Regions from separate parts of the Rattus norvegicus genome. Here region 1 is linked to region 2. The links are chromatin contacts, called in public Hi-C maps. All regions are on one chromosome and are shown on one strand. The core of a region is the stretch at or near the end of the contact, and the rest is flanking DNA. Distances in the headings are between cores, read along the strand shown. Region 1 has its middle 230 kb from the start of Adgb. Region 2 has its middle 210 kb from the start of Stxbp5.

What was found. A called contact is a pair of places that touch in the nucleus more often than the background predicts.
Region 1: a contact with region 2 is called in a Hi-C map of frontal cortex, with 1.6 times the contacts expected there. The contact joins two enhancer-like sites. A contact is called at or near these places in 2 of 12 Hi-C or Micro-C datasets (frontal cortex and prefrontal cortex).

What each region holds. Positions count from the first base shown.
Region 1 is chr1:6,480,925-6,486,166 of GRCr8, forward strand. No RefSeq gene overlaps it. Among named protein-coding and RNA genes, the nearest start is that of Adgb, 230 kb to the right of the region's middle. Within about 2 kb of position 1,922, at least 23 of the 93 cell types and tissues checked have an H3K27ac peak or open chromatin away from gene starts, as enhancers often do.
Region 2 is chr1:6,360,525-6,365,502 of GRCr8, forward strand. No RefSeq gene overlaps it. Among named protein-coding and RNA genes, the nearest start is that of Stxbp5, 210 kb to the left of the region's middle. Within about 2 kb of position 3,262, at least 25 of the 93 cell types and tissues checked have an H3K27ac peak or open chromatin away from gene starts, as enhancers often do.

The sequences.
Region 1 (5,242 bases), core at 672-3,171, 120 kb after region 2:
TGTCACACATCTAGCTCCTCGTTTTTTCCTTTCCTGCCCCAAAAGAAAAACTCTGATCGAAGCGATGCTAAGGCCAAGGCATTACATCATAAGAACAAAGATTCTCCTGCACTCTTTGATTACATGGAGTTTGACTTGCTTTCTGCTTCCCCTTTTAATCTATATAATAGGAATTATCAATCACAAATAACTTTTTTTTTATTAACCTTGCCTCTGAATGTTGTCACAAGAACACCAGTACAAGCCATGCTCTGACTATGATCATATAGCCCCAAAGATTTCTGTTAGTCCAGAGTTTATGGTGATGGCCTGTTGAGAAAACACGCTATGGCTTTGTGACTGTCCTAGAGACAGAAGGGGATAGCCAATCTCCTCTATGCTGATCTGCGTACTGACGACACCATGTCTGTAGTGTATATTTTTCTGGCTCACTTCAAAAGATACACTACGCATTCAGTTGTCCAGGTTCAAAGAAGGCTTGGCTTCCAGAGTGCTCACAACTCCTGTGCTACTTGTGAGACAGTGGTGAAAGTCACCTCAGGAATGGTCTAGGTGCTGAACCTGAGGAAGGACACAACCTTCTGTCTATCAAAATGACCTCTTGGCTCCAGACTTAGATTTGAATCTTGCTCTTCTGAAAGGAAAAATAAAACCTTCATTTTCATTCTGCTTTGTCAGGAATGTTTTTGCTCTTCTCATGCTAAGCACATCACTCTCAAAAAAAAAAAAAAATCAGCTTCTCAGATCTAACCGTGACCTTTCTGATGGAAAGCAAATGTCCCCGTTTTTACCAGCTGGAGGCTGTGGCTTTGGGCGCGGAATCGCTCAAGGTGATTTATCCGTGTCTGCATCTTTAATAGACTCACTTGAACCTGTCTTGCTGATGTCTTTCCTGATACTAAAGGGAAAGGCCATTTGAGAATAGAAATAGCAGCTCCAAATCTGAGCTGAATTTGCCTGGAGAGTCTTGATTGGTTCTGTTCGGATGACTCACTTTACAGTAAATTCCGAGTCCATGGTCAGAAATTTTGTGAGTATGAGTCAGACAGAAGAGAAGCTTAATAAAATACCGACTGGCAGCCCTGGCACTCCACATGGCAGTGGTGAATGCATAGGCCCTTATAAACTGGCTTCGGAATGGTCTTTCTGGGAATATCTGTGTGCTGCAAAAAGGCTCATTCTTCCTGCAGACTCCCGTGTGCTTTCCTGAGAGAGAGCCAGGGAAGCAGGACTTTCGTGTTCTTGTGTTTTAATCACTATTGTGGCAACACAGGGTAATATTATTGTAGCATCCAGCCAGCCGAGGAGAGGAGATTAAATATGATTTCCACAGCAATACATTAAAACTCCGAATGAGCCCGAGGAGCTGTGGTGACCTCCAGTGAACCCTGGCTTCATGGCTCAGGAGCAAGATGCAGCCAGATTGAGAACAGGATGGATTTTGAGAAGAGGCAGGTTCTGCCTTTTCTGCCCCACTGAGCTCTCTGTGCCCAGACCCAGAGCTCCTGGCACCAAAAGAAGAGAAACTGGCAGAGTCTCAGGCAGCACATTAGGAAAAGAGTCCAAAGGGATTTTATTTTAAATGAAAAGAAGTGTTTCTCGTGCTGATCTTAAATCCCAGTGGTCACCAGAGGTCCTGTCTGAACGACCACATATCTCTTTGGAGCACTTAACTACGTGCCTCTCGAGAGAAATCCTAAGGATGACCTTGAAGTCTCTGGAGTCTCTCGTCTTCCATGAGACAGATCATATTTTTGTAGTTTGAGTTCAAGTCTGCCAATCTGCATTAGCATAGCATCTGCCTGGTTACCAAGACAATGCGTCTGAAGAAGAAAAACCAAGTGAGCATGTTCGTGGTCGTCAGGTTTGTGTCAGAAGCATGACTCAGCAGTCTGAAGACCACATGGCTGAGGTTGAGCATGCCAGGGAGCCAGAGCAGCCTGCAGGAGAGCTCTGGGCTGTCTTCTAGTGCATGGCTGACCACATCATGGGTGCACGTCATCCTCTTTCCACTAGGGAAGAGCCTGGAAAGAGCTAAGACACAAGGACTTCCTTATGCCAAGAAATCTGCATCTCACAACTTCTCTACCAAGCAACTGTAAAAACAAAGAAAACAATTGAAAGCAGTATACACGAATCTTTGGTGTTTAGAAGATCTAGAGACACATGTAAAAATAAGCAAAAATATGATGTCTTGTGATTTGCTCTGGATATTTCGTTATCATTGGTACAGAGAGCCAATGCTGACAGAAAGGCCCTTTTGCACACGCATAATGAATGTGTACAAGGAGGGAAAGAATTGTCAACTGCTATCATTCTTGCCCCTGGTTTGCTCACTCTAGTCTCTCCTGTGCCTAAAGCAATGCCCCTGCCTCATAATAAATACTCAGGAAATGACTAGCAAGTACAGCACATTTCCAAAGGCGCATTCTGGAAACACAACTTCCCACTCATCAAATGAAGAAAGGTAAGACACATGCAGGTTAAGGGCCTTCTCCAAAATGAAGGGGACACTTGACAGCACAGCCAAGCCATGAGCCCATGTCCGACATTCAGCTCTTGACAGTGCCACAGGTAGCAAGGCTGTCAATCAAAACCTCGGTACCTCTTCCCACAGCTTTATGCTAGGGCGCGAGGCTGCAGCATTTTGTCTCACTGGGAGTCTGTGACCCGCGAGCGATGGCGAACCAGAAGCACGTAGAAAGCATTACCTCTAGACTGCGTCTTAAGGTGTCAGAGGCCGAGTCTCTGCACTGATAAGAGTCCACAGTAGTCCAGCTCGAGTAGCGATGGGATGTGGCGATATCACCAGACACCAAGCCTCAGGATACGAAGATGCTCGCAAGAGGACAACTGCCAAAGGAGCAGGGCAGTGCTTGAGTAAGACGAGGTGTTGTCCCTTCTGCCCTTGCCTTCCTCACCATGACACCTTTATATCTCCCGGGTGATTCTCTGATTTCCACACCTTCGTAACAGTTAGATTATTTGGATGGCTATACGCAGAGTCAGAATGCTAGTTTGCCTGGGTTTTTTCTTTAATGATACCCTATGGATTTCTCAGATGCAGTTCCTATGAATTTATTTCGGTATGGGGTCCTCTGCTGTCACAGGAGACTTTCTTTCTTCTTAAATCAGGTGGCCTTATTTTAAGCCTCCAAATAAGCAGAAACTCACACTAAATACCACTGTGTACTGAATTCTGCATTCAGTATATTTCTTCTGAACTTTAGGGAAAGATCCTTACTTTTTGTAGACTTCAGAGGAATTTATCAGCATAGCCTCTCCTGACAGTCTTGTTGGAATACCAGACTCTTACACAAGAAAGGAGAAATAACACACTGTGAGGCTAAGCCATATGTGCCTTAGTCTTGACTTCCCATGGCACAGCAACTTGACAAAAATCTGATTATAAATCACTTAAAGCTTTCTTAAAGACAGGAAGATATGTCTTTTTAAAAGATTGGAAGGAAGCAAAGCATGGCCATCATAAATAGCCTTCGCTGTTTTGTTGCTGTTTAATGACTCGTGAGGCCAGGGAGTTGGCTCATCAGTCAAACGTGTTTGCAGCATCCCTGAGTTCAGAACCCGGTACCCTTATCCAGTTGCTCACAACTGCCTGTAACCCCAGCACAGGGCAATCTGACACCCTCTTGTTGCCTTCCCAGGCATCTGCACTGATGTGAGCATACTCACAAGCACATACATGTCAGTGAACATGAGAGACAAAGTGTCTTTAAATGTCCCCTAAAAGTGCATATTGAAGTAGATGTATTCCTTTAAGTGCTTATTTGGTTATAAATTTAATAGTCACTGTTAGTGCATTGACTCAAATTCACTTTAAGATTTCAGAAGTGAGGTACAGCCACAAAGGCTCATCATTATTAATGATAGGGATTCCGGGAGCAACTGTCTTGGCACCATTTCCTGAAAACTTGCTTGCAATCGCTTATGTGATCTTAGCCAGATGTATAGACTAGAGCAGACCTGAGAAGCTGGACTATGCTTCGGTCTCTTATCCAATAGCCCCTTCCAGTGTCAGAGCGCTCAAGCCAGAAAAATATGCAGGCAGCCGGGAGTTTACAGTAAACTTATAGTATTTCTACCTAGAGCTAGAACAAAGTCATGTGCTCTGAGATGTTTACTCTTCATCTATAAACTATTTAAAAATCCAAAAAGTGAGGTTAGACTACCATCGATACCATGAAAACCCTATATAAATATGCATGCTTTGTGGCTCTGGTTTTTAAGAGGTTATTATTGCCATGGTAGTCACCTGTACTCTCATGGAAATATATTGTTTAAATAGGAAAGAGTTTTCAACATTAAGATCAGCTGAAAGATTAAATGAGTGTATATGATTTTTATAAGCATGCATCAAATGCAGCATCTGCCCTGCTACAGTAGGAATAGATGAGCTAGGCTTGGAGAAATGTCTTCTGACAAACTTAGAAGGAAGTTTCAAGGCAGCCACACACAATTCTGTCTTCCTTTGCCTTTACTCCCTAAATAATTGAGAAAATACAACTCTCTCTCTCTCTCTCTCTCTCTCTCTCTCTCTCTCTCTCTCTCTCTCTGTGTGTGTGTGTGTGTGTGTGTGTGTGTGTGTGTGTGCCAGTTAAGTATGCTTTTTTAATGTTTTTTCACTGGAAGGAACGTTAATAGAGGACAAACAAGAAAGTGCTCTAAATCATGTAGGGAGAAGCTAAAGGCACTGGACATAACCTCTGCCAGGAAACTATAATATTGAAAACAAGGAAGAAGGTAAAATTTGTTGTTGGAGAAATGAGGAACAAATCAGTGCAAGGCCATGTAGATGCCAAATTAAAGGAAAGAGGAGAGACCGAAACATTTTTGAACGTGTCAAACAGCTCGTTACTGTCTGTGCCGAGATCTTCAGAGTCAGTACATTCATTTATATTTGGTCACCAGACCACTGTAACTGTTTAGTATAATCGTCCGCCTCTCCCCAAACACAAGCATTGCTGACCTGATATCCCGAATTCTGCATCAGCAGCCACACTTGCTCTCTTAAATGCTTTACTTGGACCATGGCCCTGGCACAAGTGTACCTCCAGGCTCACAGTAGAGTCCTTTATTATATTTCCATCACTATTTAGTGTATTTAAAGCAAGGCATAATCACTTGTGTTCAGTATAGTGGCATACACTCAAGCCTCAGGAGAATAAGGAAGGAGGATTATGAATTTCATGCCTGCTTGAGCTATTAGGGGATAGGGAGAAGG
Region 2 (4,978 bases), core at 2,012-4,511:
GGGTGATGGGCCTCTGGGAATGTCTGTGAAGGATTATCTTGATTAGACTATTTAAGGTGTCACTCTGGGTGCCACCATTCCCTAGAAAATGGTTTGTGAGCTGAGCACTAATATACATTGCTCTGTCTCCTTCCTGACTATGAACATAATGTGACTTGCTGCTTCAAGCACCTTGTGCCTTGGTTGCCCAGCCATGATGAACTGTATGCTTGAGCTATAAACTGAAATAAGCCATTTCTCCACTCCAGTGCCTTCATCAGAATGTTTTTTCACAGCAACAAGAAAGAAGCTAAGATCTAGGTCGATGATCAATAAGCACGAGCAGTCATTATATTCTTGGTTCTTCTCTTAAATCCATTGAAAAATACTGTCTTCCTCTCTTGTGCAGAACTGGATGTGAGAGATGAGGGAGAAGGACACAGGGTATCAGGAAGACTTTTGAATGGGGTGGAAATTCTGAGCTAGGAAGATGGCGCCAGCAGAACTTAACTCCTGTGTTTAAGTTTACAGTTAAGAGAAATAGAGAGCGTGGGTATCTGAGATGGAAAACGGGGGGAATGACTGAGCCTGTTTCTGAGATAGGGAAGAACCCTGTGGGGTTCATAAAACTATTGAAGGATTTCATGAAACAAAAATGCTTAAGAACCCTGCTTTCTAATTCCATGTGGTAAACCCATCCTTTTTCAATTCTGAAGAGAGATTTCCTGTTATTGTTTATGTCTTCATGGGAAGCTACCTTCTTCCAACTTACATACTTGGTTTGATTATAGAACAGTTTGTGAAGATGATCTCTTATCAGACCAGTTCCCTAGAGCAGAAGTGTGAGTATAGTGGACTTAGCATCACCTTGTGAGTACGTCAAAGCCCTGCTGCTATGGTTTATGAAGCCTCCTAAGGAGTGGTATGCAGTTACTTTTATCTCTCCCCATCTCTTTCCTACCAGAAGTTAGCACCTAATTTTCCCTGAAGATGGAGAGTAACATTAATATTTTTTGTCCTTAGAATCAAATTAAAAAGTAGACAGAGTAGCCACTCCTGCGAAATCTCATTGTAATTAATGTCTCTGGTATGATCCAGATGGCCTTGTGTGGTGGGCAGAAATCCCACTCACCTGTTTCTGAGAATGCCCCCCATGAAGATGTGCTCTTGATAAGCACTGATCTTCTCTCAATACTTAGATGTTTCTCTCACACATTTTACTGAATATTTGTAAAATTTCAGTTAAAATTTGCAAAATTTTGCCTAGCTTTCTTTTATTTTATTGGCAACAAAACCGAAAACCTTCCATTTTTTTTTCCTGGCAAAATTTACTACAATATTTAATTAAAAAATACGGTAAGGAGGATATGCGGATGGAGACATAAATAGATGGTTAAACATATTTCTTACTACATATATAGAGATAGATATAGCTAGCTAGATAGATAGGGGCTGATACAGACAGACAGACAGACAGAGAGCAAATTGATATATGGAAATGTGAGGTATTTGGTATGCCACTGACATTCAGGTACTTAATTTTCTTGTAACGTGGATGAAGTAAAAAAAAATTCTTTTACTTTGAGTAAAACTTACTACAGCACAAAGAATTTTTTAGATAGAAAATATACAAAACCAATGAAAACTAATTACAAAAGGAGAATGAGAAAAGAAGGAAAAAGAAAAGACTAAAATTAGAGTTGAATTTTTTTTTAAAAAAACAAAAAGTAATTTCAGAACAAGAAACAAAGATTTTAGATTAGAATGTTTTCAAATATTTCTGAGGTGTCTTTCCTTTCCATCACTTTTTTTTTAATTTTTATTTTTCAGGTTTTTCTCTGCAGAACATTTTTCACTGTCAGATTTGCGACTGCATCTTCTTAGCTGCAGCATTAAAAAGCAGTGTTTCTACTTCTTGTCAGAGCCAAATGGAAAATAAGCCCAAAAAGAACCCAAATCTCCTAGTTATAGTGGAAATATACCTGCCACCAAAACACTGGGACAGTCTAGTCAAGTCCATGCAGTCCTAGAACCACTTCCGGTCACAGCCTTACTGGGAGCTAAGGTCATAGGTCATATCTGACAGAACTAGGGATTCTGTTCTGGGAGGATGCCTGGCAGAAGCAAAGGAGAAGGAACTACTGAATAAAGACAGCATAGTCACTGAAGAACACACCTGCAAGATGGTCAGAGAAATAGCAGCTTAACTTAGTTCCCGGGAAGAGAGATATACTAGACCCAACCCTCTCCCGAGTTCTCCATCTCAGTTAAACACATTTTAAGTGATTTTCCTGATAAATTTAGATCCCTAACTCAAGATCAGCACTTTTCTGACAATCCAATCTCGCTGAATTGCTTTGCTTTTTATGTCTCTGTCTTTATTTAGAGAAACGCATTTTTTTTTTTTTTTTTTTTTTTTTTTAGTGTGTCTATTGTTCTTCAGGGCTTCCTTTTCCACAGAGGCATCTAATGTGTCAAGGATCTGAACTGCTTCAGGGGCTAACCTCTAGTTCCTTTCTACGCAGAGGTTGATTTACATCTAGAACAAGGTCATTCAGAATGTAATGCAGAACAAGTCTGGAGGGAATTCTCCCTGTATTCAGTATTAATCTGTGGTGGTTTGAATATGGTTGTTCTAGGGAGTGGCACTTTTGGGAGGTGTGGCTTTGTCGGATTAGGCGTAGCCTTGTGGGAGCAAGTGTGTCCCTGTCAGGGTGGGCTTTGGGACCCCTCCTCCTAGTTAGGTTCAAGCCAGTCTTCTCCTGTCTGTCTTTGGATAAAGATGTTGAACTCCGCTCCTCCAGCCCCCCATGTCTGCCTGGAGGCTGTCATGCCTCCACCTTGTTGATAACGGACTGAACCTCTGAACCTGTAAGCCAGCCCCAGTTAAATGTCATTTATAGGGCTTGTCTGAGTTCTGAGTGCAAATATGCAGTTCAGGTTAGATGCTCAGTTCACTTCACTGTACTGCTGTTAGGACTCTGAAGGAAAAGAAAATGTTTTGGCTCGGGCAGAGGGCACAGTCCCTTAGGTGAACAAAGCTATTCCCTTTTTTCCTACAGTTAAGACTTCCTGTGTTGAGCGCACCACTCCACTGTGAGCATAGCAAAGCAAGCAGCACCTACCCCGTGCTTTCAGCCCTCGTCCACCCCGAATCTAATCACCGTTTCTCCCTCTTCTGCTTAGCCACTGATGCTGCAGCATTCTGGTCCTCCTCGTTCTCCCTGCTTCCCAAATGGCCTCCTTCCAACTCAGCATCACCATAGTGATCTGTCTAAAATGCAAATTGGTTCTCATCCTGCTCCAGCCTAAAATAGTGCAATGCCTACCCCTTCCTGCAAGCCACACAGGATGGCTTGTTCCCCTCACAAGCAGCACTCCCTCTGCCTGGTTAGTCTCTGTTTATACCAGACCTAGTCCCTGAACTGAGATTTCTTTAACTGACCTAATAATTAGAACTCCTAGTGATCAGGGGATGGAACTACTCATGCTCATGTATCTAGTAAGGCACACACACCTATTGAAGTGACTGTCCTTTCAACCAGAGTAGGCCTGAAAATCAAAAGAATGAAGGCATTTGGTAAACAAATGGATGTTTCATAGAAAAGCCCCGTGAGTTCAAAGGATTGCATTTATAATTTACTCTATTATTTAGGCTGGATTCATTCCTAGCATAATGGATTTTGCAGAGATTCGAAGCTTTGGCACTGAGCTGTGAGGCCATCTTTTTTTTTTTTTTCACTAAATGCAGACAAGAAAATTTTCTTTTTTATTTGCCTCCGGGAGTATTTACGTTTTTCTGAGTTCTTAGACATCTTATACATTTCTACTCCAGTTTGGCATGTGAAAAAAGCAGAGGAAATGAGCAATAACGGAACAATTGCTACTGAGGGCTAAAGGCAGTAAGCACGTCTATACATAGTATCCAATGACGACAGAAGGCAGAGGCAAGACTAGCGGCTCTCTGAATTAAGCGATAGACGTCCACATCTAGGGATCTCCTCGGAAACGGGAGGACTTGCTGCCGTTCTCGGTTGTCAACTACAAAATTTAAACCAAACCTGCCCCTTTCACTGAAAGAGTAAAACATCTTTTAAACGTTTTTATGAGCTGTATTCTTTGAAATATATGCGGAACCGTAGAGGAAACCACTCTCTGCTACCTGAGGACATAAAGCATCTAGGAGAGAGGGGACCTAATTTAGTGGACGAAGTCATCATTAGAAAGACTGAACAGATAGGTCAGAGGTAATCCTAGTTCCAGCATCTTCAGGGGAAAATTTAGAGGCAGGGTCAGAGTAGAGGGATTAATTCTGAGGACAGGAGCCATGTTTTGCCTGTGGCTATTTATAGATATCAATGTGGACTCATTATTGTCAGCCACGTTGACTGTAGACCCCACTTTCCTGATGCTAACCATTTTGGCCTGCCTTTTATTTTGGACTGGGTGAAACCAGGCTGTCATTTTCAGGCATCAATGGCTCAAAGTGAATGACTCAGCAATGGTGAATGATGTCCTCATTTCTGATTCATTGGCCTTCTCTCTTTCCTGCTCCCTGGACCATGTCTGGTACAAAGAGACACATTATAGAAATTTATTGCAGAAAGCATAACTTATGTTTTCGTTGTATCTATAGTTCAGAAAACAGATGTTTCATACAGATGGTTCCTAAGACAATCTTAAATTTAAAGACATTTCCCCTTATTCCCCATTGACTTTTGTGATATTACTGTCTCCTGGGCAAAATTATGAGTCTTTCCCTGCAAGATCATGTTCTTATCCTGATGGCTCCCACACATGTAAAACTTGGTAGGATTTAATCAACAGCTATTTTTTCAACCTACACTTTTATCTCAACCTGTGTATTGTGATTTTTGTCTGACTCTTCTCTCCTTGGATTATGCTCTACATTTCTGGAACAGTTTTCCATTGATGCCTTATGGCTCTTTTGAAGGATCACTGATTAAGCAATGTGGGATAATATTTTTAACTCTACAGA